Linked DNA regions of Drosophila melanogaster: regions 1 and 2 are each linked to region 3. Evidence: chromatin contacts called from public targeted proximity ligation data. All regions are on one chromosome and are shown on one strand. The core of a region is the stretch at or near the end of the contact, and the rest is flanking DNA. Distances in the headings are between cores, read along the strand shown. Region 1 holds the start of kay (kayak). Region 2 holds the start of CG7601. Region 3 holds the start of CG45544.

What was found.
Region 1: a targeted proximity ligation map of the Kc167 cell line shows a contact between it and region 3, with 3 times the contacts expected there. A contact is called at or near these places in 7 of 107 Hi-C or Micro-C datasets (the Kc167 cell line, the ML-DmBG3-c2 cell line, the S2 cell line and 3 more) and 2 of 7 datasets of targeted methods (both in the Kc167 cell line).
Region 2: a targeted proximity ligation map of the Kc167 cell line shows a contact between it and region 3, with 2.7 times the contacts expected there. A contact is called at or near these places in 2 of 107 Hi-C or Micro-C datasets (embryo and wing imaginal disc) and 1 of 7 datasets of targeted methods (the Kc167 cell line).

The regions. Positions count from the first base shown.
Region 1 is chr3R:29,763,914-29,767,872 of dm6, forward strand. kay (kayak) reads left to right here and starts at 2,082. Exons shown (of 3, transcript NM_001032408.3): 1 at 2,082-3,674. The coding sequence starts at 3,072.
Region 2 is chr3R:29,735,185-29,738,737 of dm6, forward strand. It overlaps CG7601, which reads right to left and starts at 1,561. Exons shown (of 5, transcript NM_143460.4): 1 at 1,306-1,561; 2 at 1,106-1,249; 3 at 832-1,048; 4 at 530-775; 5 at 85-471. The coding sequence starts at 1,467. The coding sequence ends at 260. CIA30 (Complex I intermediate-associated protein, 30 kDa) reads left to right here and starts at 1,781. Exons shown (of 2, transcript NM_143461.4): 1 at 1,781-2,333; 2 at 2,392-2,886. The coding sequence starts at 1,860. The coding sequence ends at 2,808. Kul (Kuzbanian-like) reads left to right here. Exons shown (of 9, transcript NM_143459.3): 9 at 1-176. Gnpnat (Glucosamine-phosphate N-acetyltransferase) reads left to right here and starts at 3,091. Exons shown (of 6, transcript NM_001276150.1): 1 at 3,091-3,130.
Region 3 is chr3R:29,254,905-29,258,723 of dm6, forward strand. CG45544 reads left to right here and starts at 1,581. Exons shown (of 2, transcript NM_001300653.1): 1 at 1,581-2,033; 2 at 2,178-2,521. The coding sequence starts at 1,760. The coding sequence ends at 1,993. stg (string) reads right to left here and starts at 896. Exons shown (of 2, transcript NM_001276137.1): 1 at 1-896. The coding sequence starts at 24.

The DNA.
Region 1 (3,959 bases), core at 832-3,331, 510 kb after region 3:
AAAATTCTTATCGTGAGTCATTAAGCGTATGACGAATTTCACTAAGTTTAATCATTTACAAAATAGTATTTTGTTTTTTTATATTTGCATTTTTGCTCTAATTTGTTTGCTGTGTACCCTTTCTCCCTTTTGTTGTCAAGCGCAAAAGTTAAACGGTAACCGGCCCAAAGTTCATTCCGCTCTCCCGCTCTCCGTCCACCAACTCCCACTCGGCCACCCCCACCCTCTCGCCTATCCCTCTCTCACTCTTTCTCTCTTTTGCCAAAAACAACTTCCAGCAGCAAGGAATAACAACAACAGGAACAAGAACCACAGCGACAGAAACAGCGGGCAACAACAAAAACTATGTGACGCCAGAGCAGAAAAGTCAATGATCGGCTGGCGCTGGCTGGTTGGTGTTGTTATTGCTGCTGTTGTCATAATTAAACCCGACAAATAAAATTTGAAGAAAAAAAGTGGCCGCCGCCGTCGCCAGGCTGAAATACAACAATACAACAATGAGACAACAATAAATTCTTCAATTAACATTCGCACAGGTAAAAGAGAGAGGGAGAGAGAGAGAGAGAGCGAGGCAGCGCGCAGAGAGCGTGACAAACCAAACTGTTAGTGCACGTGTGTGCATGTCCGCATGTGTGTGTGTGCCAGGATCATTTGCATTTTCGCAAGGTGTCGCATAAAGGAAACAGTAACAACAACAACAGAAAACAAGCAGAGGTAAAAACAAGAACAAATTTCGCTGCTGCAAAAAAGTGGGCACGTCGTGCATATTTTTGTGATCCCCTTTGTGGTTGTTGTTCTCTTTGCTGTTGTTGTTGCATAGATTAAAAATCAGCAAAACAAAATTTTGAACATTTGTGAGGGGGGGTTGATAGGCAGTGCTGAGCGATTCAGCTATTTTAAGGCTGAATATAACTTTATTTCATATATTATTTTGGGGCCAAATTTGATATATGTTAAAAGATTTTATATATAGTAAAATCTCCTTATACGTGTGCTTAAGATGATGATTCAATTTTAAGTTTAATTTAGCATGGATTTCATGTTTCGTTTTCGAGTCAGTGGTTCGAAATCCATGATAAGGCGCTTGGTAGTATGCAATGGGTTTTCTGTATCTAGAAAGCTCTATCTATAAGCAAGTAACTATAACTTATCTCTTAATTCAGATAAAAGAGGGACCTAAGAATACTTATTTATATAAGCAGATATGCATACAAAATTAAACGGTAGTAATGCAGCTACTTATTATTAATATTATCCTAAACTCCTATTAGCTGCCCATCTACATATTTGCCTAAGGTTAAATGTAACAAGTCAGCTTGGTATTAATAAAAAAAACCCGAATAAATAGTGTGTGTTTCCAATTAGGATGGGATTAGTCTGCATATCTTGACCTGTATGTTTTGCTCCTGAAAAGCTGCCGTCTTCCGATCGCACTTGTTGTTGTCTTCCATCCCCCGCTGATGTTGTTCTTGTTGTGTGCGGCGCTGCTGCTGCGGCTGTGGCTGTTCTACATACTGTTATTGTAGTTGGAGCCACCGCCGCGTGCCAGCGGGGATTAGTCATAGTTGTGCGACGTCGACGGCGACGGCGACAGTCCGCAGTTCGCAGTGATCTATGGACGAGCGAACGGAGCGGATCGGCTAGTTCAGCCAATTGGCCCTAAATCTCATTAGAGGGTACCATAGGTGTCGGTAGGCAGAGGTGTTGGCGAAAATCAAATACTGGACCACCCCGCGCACATGCGATTAGTCACAAAAAGAAGAAGAAGAACGCAGGGAGAAAAGAGCCGAAATAAAACGCGCCTCGTAATAATTTGTTTCTTCGGCTCGTGTGTGTTATATTTTGTTTTTATTGTTTGGGTTTTCGCATTTAGTAGCCTTTCAGCGCAGTTTTTACCTGGTTTCGCAGCGCAGCGAGTAAAATATTGAAAGCCCCCAAAAACGAACGCGAAAAACGAAAACACAGTGATCGCGATTGCACTTCGGATCGCGTCGGCCGCCTTCGGCCGTACGCCTGTGTGCGTGCGCCTGTGTGTGTGCGCCTTTGAGCGCAGGTTTATCAAAATTTTCATTTTGAGTTTTAATACACTTTCTGCCGCGCTGCCGTGTGGACGTCTTGCCTCCCCAGTCAGTCGGTTCGGTCCTGGCTCTGAAAAACCAAATAATTCGAATTGAACAACGCGAGTTGGTGAATGCGAACGTGCTGTGAAAGATTTAATTCGAAAAATAACAAAAGCAAATGGATGTCTGGCTAGCGAAAAGCTAGTACTTACGTATGTACATATGTGTGTCTAAAAAGAACATGCAGTGTCTGGTTTTTTCGATTCCGTCGCCTGTTTATGGCTAAATCACGTAATTTAATCCGTGTTTGTTTGCCCGATTCGGTGTTTGTTTACGCCTCGTTTACCGTTACCCGGCCACTTGGCCCGCACGTGCTGATCGCCAATCGCATATCGAAAATTGCCAATCGATCGGAGTGGCCATCCGAGGACAATCGATCGCGAACCTAATAAAGCGCTGTTCAAAAATATGCAAAGTGATGTAGCGGTTGACTCATCAGCGTGAAATTGCCAGGAACTCAGTCGCAAGCAGCAAAACTTTCTGTGTAAATATCTTTGGAGTTTTCGGGAACTAAAACCAAAAGTCACTAGAGTCAATAAGGAAAAGTATTTAATACTACTATAAAATACAGCCAAACTTGTAAACTTGTAAACTTAGTATGCAAATAATTGAGAAACCTAAAAATATATATATGGTGAAACATTTTTTACAAATATTTTGAGACTAACTAGTGAATTTCTAACGTAAAGTGCCTGCATTAAGCCTTAATAATACTTAACAAACCCCCTCAATCCAAACCAATTGCCAAAAATTACATATAGCCAAACAAAAGCGTGTTACTAAGTTTCGTACAATTAAAATACATGTAGTAAGTGCGGCAAACAAAACACAAGCAGAGATAAATCAAGCCAAAAATAAGTTCGCAAAAAATAACAAGAGTAAGAAACAAACAAAGGAGAGCAGGAAATTGCAGCATCTTGTGATAAACGCTGACAATTTGTTGCCCGTTGAATGATTGCACTAAAGGCCACCGAGATGCAGCACAACAACAACGCATTGCAGCAGCAGCAGCAACTGCAGCATCAACTGCTGCAGCAACATCAGCAGCAGCATCAGCAGCAGCTGCAGCAGCAGCTCAATTCGCCCGATAATAATTATATTTGGGCAACCACGCACAATGCGAATATCAGCAGAAACAACGCAATGTTGCAGCTGCAGCAGCAACAACTGCGTGCCCCCTGGATAACCGATTGCAACAAGCAGCACCACATTAACAACAATAACAGCATGAATGTCAATTACAATCAGCAATTGACGCAACAGCCGCAGCAGCAGCAGCAGCAAACGCAGTACATGCAACACAATTACAACAACTACACGCAACAGCAGCAGCAGCAGCATCTAGTGCCCGCAACAACATCCCAATCCAACAGCCACTTCTACCAGTGCAACCAGCAGCAGCAGCAGCAGCAATTCCTGGCGCCCACCACCACAACAGCAGCAGTGGTAGTAGCAGCGGCGCATCAGCAGCACCAGACGCAACAGCAGCATCAGTCGCAGCAGCAGCAACAGCATCAGCGACAGGATTATGCATCCCTTCAAATGGGCAGACAAGTGAGTGGACTAGTTAAGTGCGTACGATAAAAGGGACTATTGCTTGTCTGTCATTCGAGGGTATCCGATATTCGAGGTAGTCGAAGGAAGTAGTTTTATATACGAAACTCTTTCCTAATAGATGCTCAGTAGTCTTCGACTTCCCTGTGCGTTAGTAATCGGATTTGCGCTCAGTGTAACATACAGTTACACAAGTGCACAAGGCGGCATTATGATTGGCCATCTCCCTCATCCCAGAGCTCATGATTTGTGGATGCTTTTGTTTTGCGGTTTGGTGGGCGGCGC
Region 2 (3,553 bases), core at 311-2,810, 480 kb after region 3:
CTAGAATTTTACGATTAACATTTTTAAAGACGAGCGAACAACAAGCACATGTGTGACAATTCAGTTGTACTTTATGTTACGATTACTACAATACATTATTTATTAATCTTATCGTTAGGCAATAACACGAGTGTAACTAATTTTTAACCCAAACACACACATATGCGATACTTTATAATTTCCTCATTTTAAGCGAAATTCAATTAACAATAAAAATGAAACTAATACTTAAGGACGTGTGACTTAACATACTCTAAGCTCAAGTGGACTTTTTCTCAGCATTCTCCAGTTTGACGGCGCGCTTGGCCATGATCCAAAAGTAGAGACTCGGGCAAAGATGACGAAGATAGTAGGCGATCTTGGCCTGGACATCGCTGACAATAATGTCCGGTTCTTTGCGAAGAATGCACTGCAGAATGCGTTCTGCAAGTTTATCCGGTGACATGCCCTTGGCCGTGGTTTCATCCACTTCTGCAGACATGGAGATAGAAATTAGCTTTCATATGAATATAAAGGGTAAATCACTTACTGCCGTAACTGCTTCCCGATCCTGTCAATGCATTCAAGGACAGCTGGGTGCGTATGTAGCCAGGACTCACGCAGGACACGTTTATGTTCTTATTTGCCACCTCGGCTCGCAGGGAATCGGCAAAAGCCTGCATGGCATGTTTCGAGGCGGAATAGGCAGCCCTTTGGGGAATGGCAAACTTTCCCTGAACAGAGCTAATGAAGCATATGTGACCACTACCACGTTTCACCATCGAAGGAAGTAGAGCTAAGAATGCGTACAAGAGTAAGTTGACTTTCCGGGATAAAGGGTTTATTAGTTACCTTTGGTCAGGGCAACGCTGCCAAAGTAGTTAACCACCATCACCTTGAGATCCACATCCACTGCCGTGGATGCCACATCGGCTCGCACACTGATCCCTCCGTTGTTGATGAGTATGTCCACTTGGTTGTACACGGCCAGCACCCGGGTGACAAATTCTGGAATGGAGTTCAGTTCAGCCAGATCCAGGGGAAGCACTGTCGGCGGATAAGCGGGATCCTGAAATGGTTAGTGCATTATAATGCGAACCACATAACCTACGGGTCCCGAACTTACCACATCCAATGCGAGGAGGTCCTTCTTAACCCGCTCCAATTCCTGAGTGCGACGTGCCGCCAAAATAACCCTGCATCCAGCGCGGTAGAAGACGTGGGCCAGAGATTCGCCCAGGCCCGAACTGGCCCCCGTGATGAGCACCACCTGCAAATGGTTTACATAATTACCGGGCTAATCAGTCATTAAGTTAAACTCGTCACCTTGCCGGGCAATTGATTGCGGAATTTCTGGGCCTGGAATCGCTGCCAAATGTTGATGATGGCCAGTGGAAGTGCCACCGGCATCAGGACCGTGCCCAGCACCCAGTAAAGAACGTTCCAGTCGCTGCTGGGAGCACATTTGTCCATGTCCTGCACCTTCATTTTCCCAAACCGACGCGATTCGATGATCAAACCTTTGAACTCCAAGCCGAATGCAAAATGATTAGCAATGACAACAAAACCGGGATTGTCATTCACTGCGAATAAGGCACAGGGGAGCTTAGTTAAGAGGAAAGAAAATGAATTCTAAGTGTAAGGAAGAATACAAAAGTGAGCCACATGGGAAGTAATAATTATTGTAACATCAAGTGGGCAAAGTATGTAAGTTTGACTTTCATTATTACATTTCAACTGTGCTTATCTTCTATCGAATATCTACTGTGCACTGCTGTTTCGCTGAGAATGGCAACTGGGCCAGCTGATTATTGTTACGTTGTTTTGCTGCACAGGCTGCTAGAGAAATAAGATTTACTTCAACCTAAACCAATGCCACGATGAATAGTCTCCTGCGACAAGGACTCCGCCTGGGCTGCTGCCTTCCGGCTGTCCAGCAGCAAATCCACACCACCGCCGTGCACAGGACATTCTGGGAGCGCGAGAAAAAGTCCGGCTACAAGACCAAGCTGCCGGAACCCTCGAAGAAGCAGATGATCATGGACGGCTTGAGGGACCTCAAGGAGGAGATGAAGCTGTGGCGCCAGGAAGTCAAGGAGCAGTTCGAAAGTGATCCCATCCTGGTCTTCCGGCCGGGTGAAACGGATGTGGTGTTCGATTTCAAGGCGCCGGATGTGCTGGACAAGTGGACGGTGACCACCGATGCGGATCACGGCGAGGGCAAGAGTACTGCGACTCTGGAACTAAGTGCAGCCGGTGCTGGACTCTTCCATGGCCAAGTCAACTCGGATCACACCAAGGATGGCATTATCAAAAGGACGGGATATGCGAACATTCGCACGAAGAGAGTGCGGGTGAGTTTATTGTTGATTTCAAATTGGATGTAACGATACTAAGCCTCATTATCCTCAGAAATCCTTTAAGCGCGAGACCACCTATGACTGGACGCAGTACAACATGCTGGTCATGAAGGTGCGAGGCGATGGACGCAGCTACCTGATCAACCTGCATACCGAAGGCTACTTCGACCTGATGTGGAACGACATCTACCACTATGTTCTGTACACGCGCGGAGGTCCCCACTGGCAGATAGCGAAGATTCCCTTCTCCAAGTTCTTCCTGTCTTCCAAGGGACGTGTCCAGGATCGCCAGGGCGCCATACCGCTGAACAGGGTAACCCACTTCGGATTCTCCGTTGCCGCAAAGAAGGGAATGGATGGCCCGTTTGGCCTGGAAATAGACTATGTGGGTTTGGAGTACGATCCCAGTCACCGCGAGGAATTCGCCTACGAAATGTACCAGACTCCCAAATACATCGTGGCCACGTAACGTAACCGCCTTACGTTACGTTTGTGTTATTTAATTGTAGAAACGTACGAAGAGCAGTAAAGATTGGTTAGCAGAAACATGCACATTGCCTTTACATTTGGGAAATTCAATATTTATTAATATATATAAATAGTAAATTCACGAATTAAAATTTTTAGACCATCACTCATAGGCAGTTACAACTGTACCCTCAGCTGGTTATTGCTCTCTTTCCATCTCTATTTCTTTCTATATTTCTTTTGCTTTTGCAGAACCTTTCTCTTCGCAATCAGCTGTTTAAATGTTTACATTCACATCGCCGAATATTCAGGGTCATTTAAGCGTTGAAACCAGAGAACTGCAGCCCGCCACTCGCACTCTACGTCCACCCGATAAACACTCGGTACTCTAGGCACCCCGTTTTTTTTGACACCCTACTTGCGGCAACACAAAATACTCGAGTGTTTTACCGACGTTGTGTTTTTGTTACGAGTAAAAAAACCACCCGAGGCCTGCTGCGCAAGAGCCGTATGGGTGAGTGGACGCACAGTCAACGATCGGCCGCAGGTCATTTTTTGTATGCGGGCTGCAGTTCTCTGGTCATTTTTTGTACGCCTAAAATTTGTATGGGTGGAAGCGTGACGGGTATAAGAAATGAAGGGTAAAAGGGAATACCCAAGAAAATTTTTGTGCTCATGTCTTTGCTCTTTGATGGACTCAATGGGTGCCTCCCATTTCAAACACATAAAGTAATTGCAATTAAAGA
Region 3 (3,819 bases), core at 331-2,830:
CTCCACAATAGTTTCCCACAGCATTTTGTTGGTTTTGTTGTGTTATGTGTTGCGTTGGTTGCTTCGAAGAGCCGAAGATGTTTGATTTCGCTGGCGAGTCTGAAGCCGAAGAAATTGCTAAAACACAATTTGTTCTTGGTCACTCTGCACTCATTTACAGTTTGTTTTTAGAATTTGAGATGGTAGTCCTTGGTTTTTGGCTAGTATTGCATTTTAGTTAATTTAGGTTTTTTTGTTTTTTTTTTTTGTTAATGTGTCCGTTTGAGCATGATTTTTTGTTTTGTATTTCGGAGTGTGGTTGTGCGAGGTTTTTCTTTTTCTTCAATAATTTGAACCGCACAATCTCAATTCACCGAACGAGGAACCGAAAGGCTGAACAAGAAGAGCTGTTGACTCGACGACGAACTGAGAACGAATGTGCTGAATATGCCGAGCAGCTGGTTTTTATAACCGCACCCCGGCCGATCACGATCAGCTGATGAGCTAATGGGCGCGAGCGAGATGGCGCGCGTTTTTTGTTCTCTCTGCTTCGCTCTTTAGCTCTTAGTTCTCAGCTCCTTTCCTTTGCCTTCCCATCCTATCCTTTCCTTCCTATCCTTCCCAGAAGTGCCAATAGAAGAGGAAGGGAGACGGGCAACGAGCGACACCAACACACATAACGGGGACGGGGCCAGAGCCATGTGCGATGCGAAAAGGAAAACTGGGAAAATGGGAGAATCAGGATCATATGGACTCAGTTTTGGAAATCTCTGCTCATGTGGAGCACAAGAGTGCCGGCAACAGGTAGAATCCTTTCCCCTGCACTTCCCCTATCGCAAAATCCCGCACCGAATACCAATGTCCCGAGAAACGAGGAGAATCTGGCGCCTTGGTGGTCGCCAGCTCTATGGAGGCCACTGATTTTGGCGCGCGAGCTTTTATACCGCGACGCGTACCGCCGAAGGGGATCCGAAGTCGCCACAATTGGAGCCGAAGTGGAGCCGAGGAGGCTCCGAACCGAACACATGTGAAAATAGTGTGGAGCCCCAAGAAGCGAAGAGGAAACGCTGAAGAACTGCGCGAATCTTTAAGCAGAATTTCAAGGCGGCATCGATTGTGTCGTTTGCAGGTAATAATGTGAGATCCACGCATTCCTGCTGCCCCCTGTCCCCCCTTGTAACCCCTCCCTGAAAACTACATATCAGCAGGTAGTGGCCGCAGTCATATGATCGCCGCACCGGCGGGATGGGCGGTCGTGGAGGGGGCGTGGCTCCTTTGTGTTCTGCAGACGTAGACGCCAATGTCGTTAAATGAGCAAAGCTTCCAGCCACAGAGATCCATTCACAGGTAGCACTCTACACGATGGACCGTGTGTCTTTAATGAGAATCCGTACAAACACAGATCTTAAGCTAGATAAACTACTACTAACAGTAGCAAACACGTGGAAAATCATGATGTCAACCATGCGATATGACCAATAATCGATAATGTGAAGCTCAGACTAGTTGCCCACGCCGAAGCTCCACTGTAGCCCCTCGTTTGTGTGCAATCGCGGCAAAGTTAAAGCAAAAATCGAGTTACATATGCGCCGATGCCCTGCGGGAGTCATTCTGGAGGATCCGAGGGGTTCACTAAGGAGGGTTGGGGGTTTGCGAACACCCATGGGCTGTGCTGTGCAGTTCGAGTGTGTTTTTGTAAGGTTCGCGGCAAACAAATGAAGGACAGGCCAGTGCAACCAGGCCATATCATTCACACCGCTTGAAGAGCAGGCGAAAGTAAATGATTTCGGGACCAACCACAGCCGAAGCCACCAACCAAATGAGCTACGGTTTCATTCCGCTGAATTCCTTTGGCCAGCTTTTGTTGTTGCTGCAGGAAGAGCCGAGAGGATCATCTTTATGGAAAACAACCAGCACAAAACGACGAGAAGGACGCAGAAATCATAAAGTGGTTTTGAACAAGTTAAAAAAGCGCATAGGGAAGGAAAAAGCTCAGAACCAATCTCATTCATAGCGATCCGAGCGCACAGTGTGGCAAAATACATATACTAGAGGTAAATCTGTGAACTTACTACTACTATTTAAAAGTAGTTTCTAGCTCGAGTTGTTCTGCTATTTTCATTTTTACTTACCAAATTCTTATCCAGTTTTTATGCTTTTATTCATTCCAATTATAGCCTCGCAATTATGGATTTCAGATAATACCACCGTGATATCGCCGGGCTCCAGAAAAAGGGCAAAGCGGAGGAAGCGGAATCAAAAGCGTATGCAAAAGCACACTCACACACGTGTGTGTGCGTGTGTGAGTGGGTAAATTTGATAAAGAATGAGAATAGGCTGCGGAGAAAGAAATTGCAGCAACAATGTGAATGGAAATGGGAATGGGGCACAACAATAGCGGGGGACCTCAAAAACAGCATAACGAACAAAAAAAATCACAGGACCAGCAAAAAGTGAAGAGCTAAATTGTAAATCGAAATTCCAAGAAGTGAGCTTTGAGCATCGGCTCTTATTTTATTTTTTTCTCGGTCGTCTGTGCATTAAAATGCCTGCAAAGTGTGCGAAAAAAGCGTTTGAGATACTTTTGTGCGCGCGCGCTTTTCGCAAATCACTGCCAAAAGGGTTAAGGGTGGTGCGGTGGGCAGGCATGGGTTAAAGGCTGGGCGGTCCCAGTTTTCGCGCGCGTGTGTTTGTGTGTGGTAGACAATGCAATGCAATTAGAAGGAAGCGCAAAGAGGGGCCAGCGATCAGATGTCTAGGTGAGAGATACAAAAAGCGCAAATTTTCAACATCCCTCTAAAAGCTATTGAAATGCAATTTATTTATAATTTAATTATTAATTTATTTCAGATAAATCTGCATAGTACATACTGGTAAGTGCACACTATTTAGCAATATAATTATCTTAGTATATTGCATATATTATCTTCTCAATTCTTTCGACTTATATCAAGATTTTCTTGTATGCAATTTTCTTTCCCCTACTCTTCCCCTTTCCCCTAACAAAACGCAGGGGCAATGGTATGGACAGGGGAAGTCCCGTGGTACATAAGGTGCGAATGGAAGAGAAGTAGAGAAGAGGTGCGCACACAGATACTGATTAGAATGCAGGACGAAGAAACAGTTAGACAGGGATAGCGGTTCCCTCTCTCATATGTTCGATCAGCTGATCGGGCCCAGGAGCGAAGGATATGAACAGCAGGGAGGCCGAATTAGTCCTGCTGTGTGTGTGTGTGCGATGGGGGAAGGGGAATGTAGGAGGGGGTGGGGAAGGATAGAAGGAGCGTTCACAACGTGCGCGCGCAAATTCCAGAACACGAGCTGAGGAAGAAAGAGGGAGAGGAGAGCGAGGAACGAACGAGCAGGGAGGGGGTGGGGGCAGGAGCAAGGAAGAAGGAGGCAGGAGGCGCGGCGCTGAGATTTCTCAGCAGAAAGAGAGAGGGAGAGAGGCAGAGAAGTGCAGCGCTGCCGAAGAAGTAGGTGAAGCGCAGGGAATAGCCTTGCTTACTTTAGATTTTTTGTTTTTGCGCCAAAACCTTTTCGTACTAGTGTGTGTATTTGTGCGCAGGACTCGTTTTAGTGCGAAAGAGAGGGGGCGCAGAGGAGTCAAATCGATCCGCATTCTGTTTATCTTTCGCTGCCTTCTCCTTTGGCCGTGATTTTGTCTTCTTGCCTTTTTGTTATATGTATTTTTTAAGTCGCGTTCTGTTCGTTTTTCTCGTCTACAAACCGATTGTGAGAAATATTGTATCTTCGAGATACATTTCGTTACTTGACTTTCCGTCGTTGCGTGCCGTTCTTCTTTCATTTTTCATCTCACTTGCCTTTATGGCTGGCCCC